3 separate regions of the Anser cygnoides genome follow, and all the other regions are linked to region 1. A link is a contact called in public Hi-C data. All regions are on one chromosome and are shown on one strand. Each heading gives the region's core, a stretch centred on a gene start, on an enhancer-like site or on the middle of the called end of the contact. The rest is flanking DNA. Distances are from core to core; before and after follow the strand shown. Region 1 has its middle 10 kb from the start of CPQ. Region 2 overlaps CPQ (carboxypeptidase Q). Region 3 overlaps CPQ (carboxypeptidase Q).

Region 1 (2,874 bases), core at 239-2,738:
GGCTGAGGCTGCAGGTCAGGCCCGTAGAGTTCTTCCAGCATGGCAGTTCAGCCTGGAGTGAGAGGAGTTAGGAAGGCTCGTGGAAAAAAATTCCAGAAAAAAATATTACAAAACCTGTAATAGTTTGTTTAAAATAAACAGAGCCTAAGCTCTCCGTAGGAGGTGACTTCATTTATCTTTCTTCTGGGGCATTATGCAATTTTTCTCATGGAACTTTTGTTGATTTGTTGAATGCAGAGGAAGCTTCTGATTTTTTATTTATTTATTTATTCTGTTTTTAATCCTAAAATGAACCCGGCACTGACGTATAAGAAACAGTAATTCCACCAGGCATGGCAGCTATTTGAAGCTTATCTAGCGGTGGGAAACTCAGCTCTGCAGAGGAAAAATGTGTGTCCTAGTTACTCACACCCCCTTCGTACGGCCATACGTGGTCCTAAAGTCCAAACAAAGTTTGGTGCCCATTTTCCTGAACTCCTGTGGTGGAACTGGAGCTCTCTGTAAACACTGCAGTTCTCCAGAGGACACCAAAGAGAAATGGGAACAGACTTACTTTTGATGTTTTTGTGTCATAGCCCATAATACTAACGCTCATCTCCCTCCTACACCCCTTTCTAAATATAGCAGCCGGGGAGAAGTCAACAACCGCCGGGCTAAATACTACTGAAAGAATGTAAAACAGCCCAAAGTTCAGTTTTCCTCATTCATCCCTGTAATTTCCAATACCGCAGAACTAACCGAGGAGCCTCTTGTCACAGAAGGAGCAGTGCAACATGCGCGTCCTTCGGGACCAGCCCACGGTGCCGGCTGAGTTAATGCTGACCGGGGAAGAAAAGCTTCTTGTGAAGGAAGAGCTCTTGGGGCCGAGGCCCAGGCTGCTGATGGCACGGTTTAACTTCTGTCCAGGCTGAAAAGCTGGAAGGGAGGGCTGTGCTCGGACCTGGTGCCTCACTTCTGGGCTGTGATATTCATGCTGTCGATGCAAGGCCTGAGGAGCAATTCTAGAAAATCTTTATCATCTGAGCTCCATCTCGGAGGAAAACCTTCCCTGAGGATCACAATCGGTTTAAGTTATTGACTATAACTAAAGCAGCAGCAAGAAACCTTACTTTAAAGCATCGGCTTTTACCTTGCTTTGCATATGTTCGGTTATTTTCCTGAGGAAAATTAGTTTTCATTGGTTTACTTGTAACTAAACATAAACTTTATAATCAAATTTGTCCTTTTTGCTCTGCAGGAGCACACACTATTTACATATTTATATTACCACAAAACTTACCTTACACTCTTTAATTCTAGTTTTGCCTTTCTGTTATGCTAAAAATGGTAAATAAATATTTATTTACCAGCTGACTCAATTTATAGCTGTTATTTGCCTTATTGACTGAGGGATTCAACCACAGTGTCTTTTAAGCCTTTGAAACCAGTATGTCTCAATCTTTCATTTTCTATAGGTTGGAAGAGTACCAGCTTTCCTGATATTTTTTTTTTTTTATTTTAGCTTCTAAGTGATTTTATCAAAAAAGGACTGAAAATGAAGAAAAAAAAAAAGAGAGATTTTTATTCCTTCAGAAGAGCTGTCAGAGAGTCTAAAGTTTTCTTTTATCCTCTCAAACTGGTTAGCGGTGCTCAGCCATGTGATTTCTCCCAATTCATAGTTTGATTTTTGTAACAGCCCTGGCAGTAGAAATCATCATTTTTCTCTGCCAGTCTTTTTATAATGCATTCAACCACTAAAAGCTCAGTGGAATTTTACTTCAGCCTTTCCTGATATGACTTTTAATGTTGATTCTGAAACTCCATAGACTTGTTCAGGTCTGGTTCTTCTGGATTCCAAGAAATACCATACCTGGTCTTAAAAAAAGCAATATATTCCATACACAAGCTCTTAGGATCTTTGCAACATGTGTATCAAACCTTTCAAACTGAGGTCAGACAGACGTTTACAAATTTGAGTAAGAACCATGCCATCTTGTAAATATTTACTGTGGGGGTTCAGAAGAGGTGAACAAACTTTTCCATTGTACCCTGCAGATGGATGCCACATAAATATTTATTTATTTTTTAATTGTAACACATTGACTCTCTTGCAGAATCACAGTTTTTCTGCATTTAAGTGATTAATGATATACCAGCTCTTCTTGACTTGAGTGGCCAGTTTGGTTTATCTTGTAGATAAACCTAGAACAAGGTATTGGTAAAGTATGCAGCGTTGTACGGAGCTGGGAGTTTTATCTGTTTGCATTCAAAACCCACCAAAACCAACGAAACCAAAATCCTCTCACTTTTAGGTATTTTTAGGTGGTAACAACCTATTTTGGCACTCAGGTTCTGTCCATCTGTCTCATATCTGCCACTCCAGGAACTCTCTCTCTCCCAGTCTAGCAGTTGACCAAAGCATCATTACCTACGGAAGTCAAACTCCTGTTCAGCCTTCCATCTGCCTCCAGTAGATGGATATTTTCTTGGCTCACCCTTCATGAAGACAGTCTGTACCATGTTCAACACAGCTCAACCCAGTCCGGAGCCCAGGGAGTAACTGTGTTTTCATGCAGGACATTGGGGTTGCAATGAACGTCCTTTGAACTTGGAACTCACTGTTGCAATTAAGGTGTCATGAAAAAAATATTGCTTTGGTACGTGGCAAGACAGAGAACACCATTTACTCTAAGTCCATATAACCAAGAAGAAAATACGTATTTTATTTGCATTTTTAGAAGAATCAATGGATTTAAAGACATTGAGGACAGTTATATGTTGAATAAGTTGAACCTGGACTTTATAATCATGAAAATATTGAGATGAACAAAGGTCCATAGCTTTAGTGGAGAGAGCTCCTGAGAAAAATTGCTCATAATTGAATTCCTTCATAAG
Region 2 (2,874 bases), core at 198-2,697, 190 kb after region 1:
TGGAGGGAACATCACCTGGGCATCCATGTGGTAGTGGAGGGAGCATGTTTCCTGCAGGCAGTCTGCAAAGGGAAAGCCAAAAGGGCAGATTCTGTCACGATACCCTCAAGAGCACGGTGAAGACAATGTGTTGGGTTTGGCCTCTGGGACACTGCAGGGGCATTCTTACTGTGCAGCCACAGCAAAGACGGGTCAGGGTGGGGACGTGGCTTTGGGGTAGGGTGGCAAGAACTTGAGCTGATGGGTGGGACACAGCATGGGTTGGAGGGAAGCCGTACAAGCAAGGAATCAGAGCAGTGTTTCTTTTTAGGACTGTCACAAGTGCAGCGGGGGGTGAGTTCTTTTGAAAAGTGCCTTCCACTAAAGTGCTGATGAAGTATTTCAGAAGCAAGCTAAGCAAAACCAAACTAACTAGCACTGGGAAATAGGAGATCCTTATGGACTGCCCACATTCTTATTTCACCCAGCACTTTAGCACCCAGATATCTGATATTTTCTCAGTATGGATGGTCCATTGGAGGTGGAGGGAGACATAGGTGGAGAGCTCAGCCTGGTGGCCAGGAATCCCCTGTTCACCTCTGCTCCATTCTCTCCTGCGTGGCCACGGGCAACTGGTTGACCTGAATTCCTGTCTGCCTTAATGGGGGACACCTCCCAGTTGAGTTATCAGGCTCAAGTCATGTAGAATTTGTAGAAATGCAAACTGTCTTTATTTCGTGTTTATAGGATGGCAGGAACCTTCACTGTTACGTGACTAATATGGATGGCTCCATGTCTGTGGGTTGCCTGAAAGGTGGATCCGTTGTTGACCAGCAGCAGCACTTATAGGAGATTTGCATCTTGAGAAGAGTTGAGCTTTAAGTGAATCATAATTTACCCTTGTTACCCTTGGTATAACACAGAGTTGTGTGCTGCTACTTAAATATCTTTAAGTAAAAGTTTTGGTGCAGTAGATTCGGCTTAAAACATAGCGAGTTGCTGTGAGGGTATGGCATGAAAGGGAAAGTCAGGGGCTTTCCCACCAGCCCAGTGCTGTCTATAGGAGGCGGCTCAGGAGAGGAGAACCTCTTGCTCTAGCACAGCCAGGTACAGAAAGAGGTCTCCTTATATCACACCTTTTCCTGGGCTTTTCTGGAGCCCTCTCAGCTTTTGCCACTAGCCTCATGCTGACATCCTGAGGGATGCGGAGGAGGGGAGCCTGCTCTCCTGAGCATCCCCAACGCTGGCTGGGGAGAGCAGTGGGCCCTTCCCCTGGGTTTCACTGGGAACTGCAGCATTGCAGTGCCCAGCTTCCAGGTTGGAGACCTAGGGCACAGCTTGGGCTGCAAAGGGGATTTGGGGCAATGAGCCGGGCTGTCAAGGTCCTGGTTGGCTCCCTGGCATGCCTTGTGCTGTGAGATGTTTCTGTTCTTCACGCAAAGGCTCTTATTAGCAATGGAGGAATCAGTCTTCATTCATAGGTGGGAATAGACACCTGGAAGAGGCCAGGAGGCTGCAAAACACTTCTGAGCATCTTCAAGGTAAAAAATACTGAGGCAGTGAGTGTTACGTGCTGGTAACAGAGCAGAGAGGGAACACAAAACCAAGCGGATGGGACAAGTGCACTGTAGTCAGCTGAAAGTGTGTGAGGAAATAGCTGCATTATTATTAAAAGACAGATGCACTGGGGAGTCCAAAGCCTAAAAGTCCCTTCATTATCAACCTAAAGGCTCCAACGAGCTGTGGCTAAAATATGAGATATCAGCCCAACAGGTCTGTTTATACAGACTTCTCCAAACAGATCTCCTGTCAGAGCTTTTGCTCCTGCAAAATCTTTCTTTTCTCTTGTGTTTTGATTTCTTTCATCTTAAAGGACATTCTGCCATTTCCCAATCTGTAAATAAAACTCGCTCTGATAAAGGTCGCCAGCTCAGTCTCCGGGAAGAACTGCCCTGCAATGAAAGGCAAAGCCAATTCGGGACTTGCCAGCGCTGCCCTTTGAAGCCTCTGCTGCCAAGGTATAATGAACATTGTCCAGCTCCTGGCACCTGCTAAACCTGCAGGAACAGCAGATCTTCCCCGTGCAATTTTTCTGTGCAGCAAAATCAGGATTTCTGGAGCTTTATAATGGGTCAGGAGAGTGCCATGGTGGGCAGAGTCGAAGTGCACCAGGAAAACATCCCTAGTGGATTTGGTGGTGCGTGTTTTGCTTGCCATGCATGCTGCGTGTGTGTATGCTGGAGTGCAGCGATCCCCTGCCAAAAGCCAGCTCCTTTGGCAACTCCTGCCTGAATTCCACGGGAAAATATTTGGCAAATCACACGCTGACATGTTTATCTTGTTAGCTGTCAGGATGAGTAAGTGTGCAAGCTGAATGCTATCATTCAGCTTGAATGGAGAAATAGCTACTGCTCATGAAATCTGACACAATAAACATATTTTCAAACATGGCTTTTGTCAGATGGGTATTTATCCTGTGTTCAGCCCCTGTCATAAGTGACCCTAAATGGACCTGTGCTCACTGGCAGCCCCAAGACCCAGCTTAGGGCTCGCTTGGTGACACTGTGCAATCCCGGGACAACAAAGCGACCCTGTTGCTTGCTTATAAATGACGGATTGAGTTAGCTCCTGCCCCGGCAGATATACATTTACATGTCTTCTAGCATCTAATTACACAGAAGCATCCCACAGAAAGCTCATATTTGGGCTTTTAATGCTAATCCAATAAAAAAAGCAATGCAGCCATTTCAAGATAATTATGGCATCAGCAACCCCCTGCCTGCTTGCAGGCAGGCATTCATGGGAACCCCTCGTGGGTGTTCAAGCAGTGTGAGAAAATAGCGAGCGCATTGAATCCCATTTCTGGGGCACAACCATTTCAGTGTGTTAGAGTAC
Region 3 (2,874 bases), core at 248-2,747, 130 kb after region 1:
GAAACGAATAAAAAGAGAAGGGTTCAGTTACAAAACACCAAGAGAAAATAATTGCACTGTATTCTTCAGAACTTCAGTTAACAGCCAGTAGCATCCTTGATTGTATTCACCACAGGAAAGCTAATATAATTATACAATTATATTTTATACCAGTTCTAGGTCAGCAGGATTTCATAATTCTTAATATAGAAGTGTCATGCTGCTACTGAAAACTGCAGAGAAAATCAGATTTTGCTAAAACACAAAGAATTGTTGATTCCTTACCTTGCCTGAAGCAGGGAGGACACAGAATCAGTCATGGCAGCGTGTCTCTTGGCTGCCTGATCTTGGTTCCACCTGAGCAAATTTTGTACATGTCCAGTGTTCAGCAAACTTCTGTCTTTGTATGTTTTCTCCCTTTTCTTTCCCTCATAGAAGTAGCAGAGCTGCCGTCTGAAACTTCAGAATTGGTGGGGTGTCTGCCTGTACTGTCCAGAAGGAAACATTAGGCTCCTTGTATTACATCAGGTACACAAAATGAACAGCAAGCCAACAGATGAAGTCCGTAGACTTGTTTTAATATTTACTTAGTACAGTGCCTCCACAACTGTCACTTGCTTTGCCTTAAAAATGATGTTGCTCATCAAAGGATTGTTTAGGCCTTATGAGAGCAATAATTCAGTAATTAAATGTATATAACAACTAATTTTAAACAGTGTAGAGAGAGAGAATCATATATACACATACATACACACACACATACATGCCTACTAAGTCTTTATTATCTGTAAGCTTCATCTGTGAAGCTAGCCCCAGTATGTATGGGAATGGCCTCCAAGGCCAAACTGGCAATGTAGGTGTCCTTTCTCCTCCTCCAAGTGAACATTCAGTCCTTGGAGGAACCCCTTCTGCCAGTTCTGTCATTGTTCAAGGCTGACTGGAGTTCTTAAAGAGAGACCTCTTTTGAGGATAGCTGTTCCTCTGTCTTCATATTCCAGACCAACCACAGGTCGTCAGTACTTTGGGACGTTGTGCTGTAGGAAAGCTGGGATCCTTCTATCCAAACTCCCCGCAGCTGTGCAGGACACAGAAAACCGTCACCTCCTGTTGGCTCACCATGATGAACTTTCTCCTCAGTGACCTCTCTTCTTTTTAACATTTCACCTCTTATCTAGATCAGAACCTAAAAGCATTCTGTGTAAAAACAAGAAACATTAAAGATCTGCATGCTGTGCTAACTTCTAAGGTGTTGCTGATGTATTTTAATCAATCTGTTCTTGAAAGTTACACAAGTAGTCATTTGCTTGCTGAAAATGCATACATCAGGAAAAATCATCTTTGATTTAAACCACAACCCTTAATTACAAGATACTGGCAGTGTTGCCTGTTTTAAATGAAAACCTGAAACTTTTCAAAAAGGGATCAGTCATTCAGAGTCACAGGGAGTGTGTGACACCCCTGTATTTGAACAGTAAAAGGCTTTAAGTTATGGTATGTTTTCCAGGAAGAGCGCTTCTCTTTGACATGCCTCTTTGTCAAAGAAAAAAAAAGTCTGAAGACAAGGCTACAGGTAATCTGGTGCGTACCTTGCGTGGCGTGCTGCTGTCTTCAGAGCTGCCTACTTTTTCTTGTATATCATCCCTGGGAACTCACAGTCCTGAATGGTGATCTCTGTGACTGCTGGCAAGTGGTTGCAGAGGAAACAGCAGCGGTATTGTACAGGGCAAGACGTGCTAGTAGCATGTTTGTAGTGAGTGAAATGCTAATAAGTACATGACCAAATGCTGCTCCAAGCCTGTTGAAGTTACTGGGGCTTTTGTTGTTGGCTTCTCAGAGGTCACTGCCCTGTAACTCTAAAACTAGAGAACAACCCATAAAATCCTCGGACTGTTTTTCTGGACAGCTTTCCCACAAAGTGGGGCAGGAAAAGCATGGGTCATGTTCGTACCTTATCATCTATCAAAAGTGGTGCTAATCTTCATCCTTACAGCAGCTTTCTCCCATAGAAAGACATGGTGATTTACAAAGATTTCTAACTCTCAGTGTTCCCGATTTTCCCTGTCCTCATTCAAAAAGGGTCTGAGCTGTATGATTGTGCTCATAGCTGTGTTTATTACGTGTGGATGCTGGCGCATCTCTGCTCCCTAACAGCTGGTCTGCTTTTTCCTGTATTTTTATTTATGCTGTTGGCTTCATTAAACAATCTTGATCCTAAACAGCAACTCAAAAATGCACTACACCATGTTTATGTTATTAAATCCTTACGAATATTATCTGTTGTTTTTTTTTTTTTCTTCTTTTCCAGCTGTCACATCCACTTAGGTGTTTACAGTGTTTTCTCTTGACTTTCTCATTGTCCAAGTTGTCAGCCTAACAAACTTGGGTGTCGATTTAAACACACTTCTAAGTAATGCAAGCGGGACGGCTGTCGTTGCACCATAAGTTTTACATCATGGTCGTTGCCTTGCTATATTTGGCTTCAAACTGCTGTGAGTCAAATACTGGAATACATGTGTTGGTGTTTCCTAAGGTGTAAATCAATAACAGAAAGCTGAAAATGCACTGTCAGATTAACTGATGTCTCTTATTACTGGAACAAATTAACCATTAGTCAAGGACAGTGCTCTGCCATTGAAGACTTCAGGATTTTTTCTGTAAAGTGATGATTTTTCTCAGTGGAATTAAAAATAAAACCAGCAATGGGGACAAGTTATAACACTCTGTTTTAAATAGCCCCAAATTACCAAAGGCTTTTAGATAGCTGTTCCCTCCCTTATCCTTACAGATATCTCACTGCTTTAGCTGGGTAGGAGGAATTGCCATCAGTGACTCAGGTTAGTCATGAGATGTTGGAGTCTAGTTTTAACATCTGGTAAGAATTATGGGGATTTTGAG

The links. Hi-C and Micro-C count contacts between places; a contact is called where the count stands out from the background.
Region 2: a contact with region 1 is called in a Hi-C map of liver, with 11 times the contacts expected there. The contact joins two enhancer-like sites. A contact is called at or near these places in 2 of 7 Hi-C or Micro-C datasets (both in liver).
Region 3: a Hi-C map of liver shows a contact between it and region 1, with 4 times the contacts expected there. The contact joins two enhancer-like sites. A contact is called at or near these places in 2 of 7 Hi-C or Micro-C datasets (both in liver).

What each region holds. Positions count from the first base shown.
Region 1 is chr2:139,907,528-139,910,401 of Taihu_goose_T2T_genome, forward strand. No RefSeq gene overlaps it. Among named protein-coding and RNA genes, the nearest start is that of CPQ, 10 kb to the right of the region's middle. Within about 2 kb of position 1,489, at least 2 of the 3 cell types and tissues checked have open chromatin away from gene starts, as enhancers often do. A contact at or near this core is called in liver, where this site is marked.
Region 2 is chr2:140,095,509-140,098,382 of Taihu_goose_T2T_genome, forward strand. All of the region lies in intron 7 of CPQ (carboxypeptidase Q), which reads left to right. Among named protein-coding and RNA genes, the nearest start is that of MTDH, 110 kb to the right of the region's middle. Within about 2 kb of position 1,448, at least 2 of the 3 cell types and tissues checked have open chromatin away from gene starts, as enhancers often do. A contact at or near this core is called in liver, where this site is marked.
Region 3 is chr2:140,036,449-140,039,322 of Taihu_goose_T2T_genome, forward strand. All of the region lies in intron 6 of CPQ (carboxypeptidase Q), which reads left to right. Among named protein-coding and RNA genes, the nearest start is that of CPQ, 120 kb to the left of the region's middle. Within about 2 kb of position 1,498, at least 1 of the 3 cell types and tissues checked has open chromatin away from gene starts, as enhancers often do. A contact at or near this core is called in liver, where this site is marked.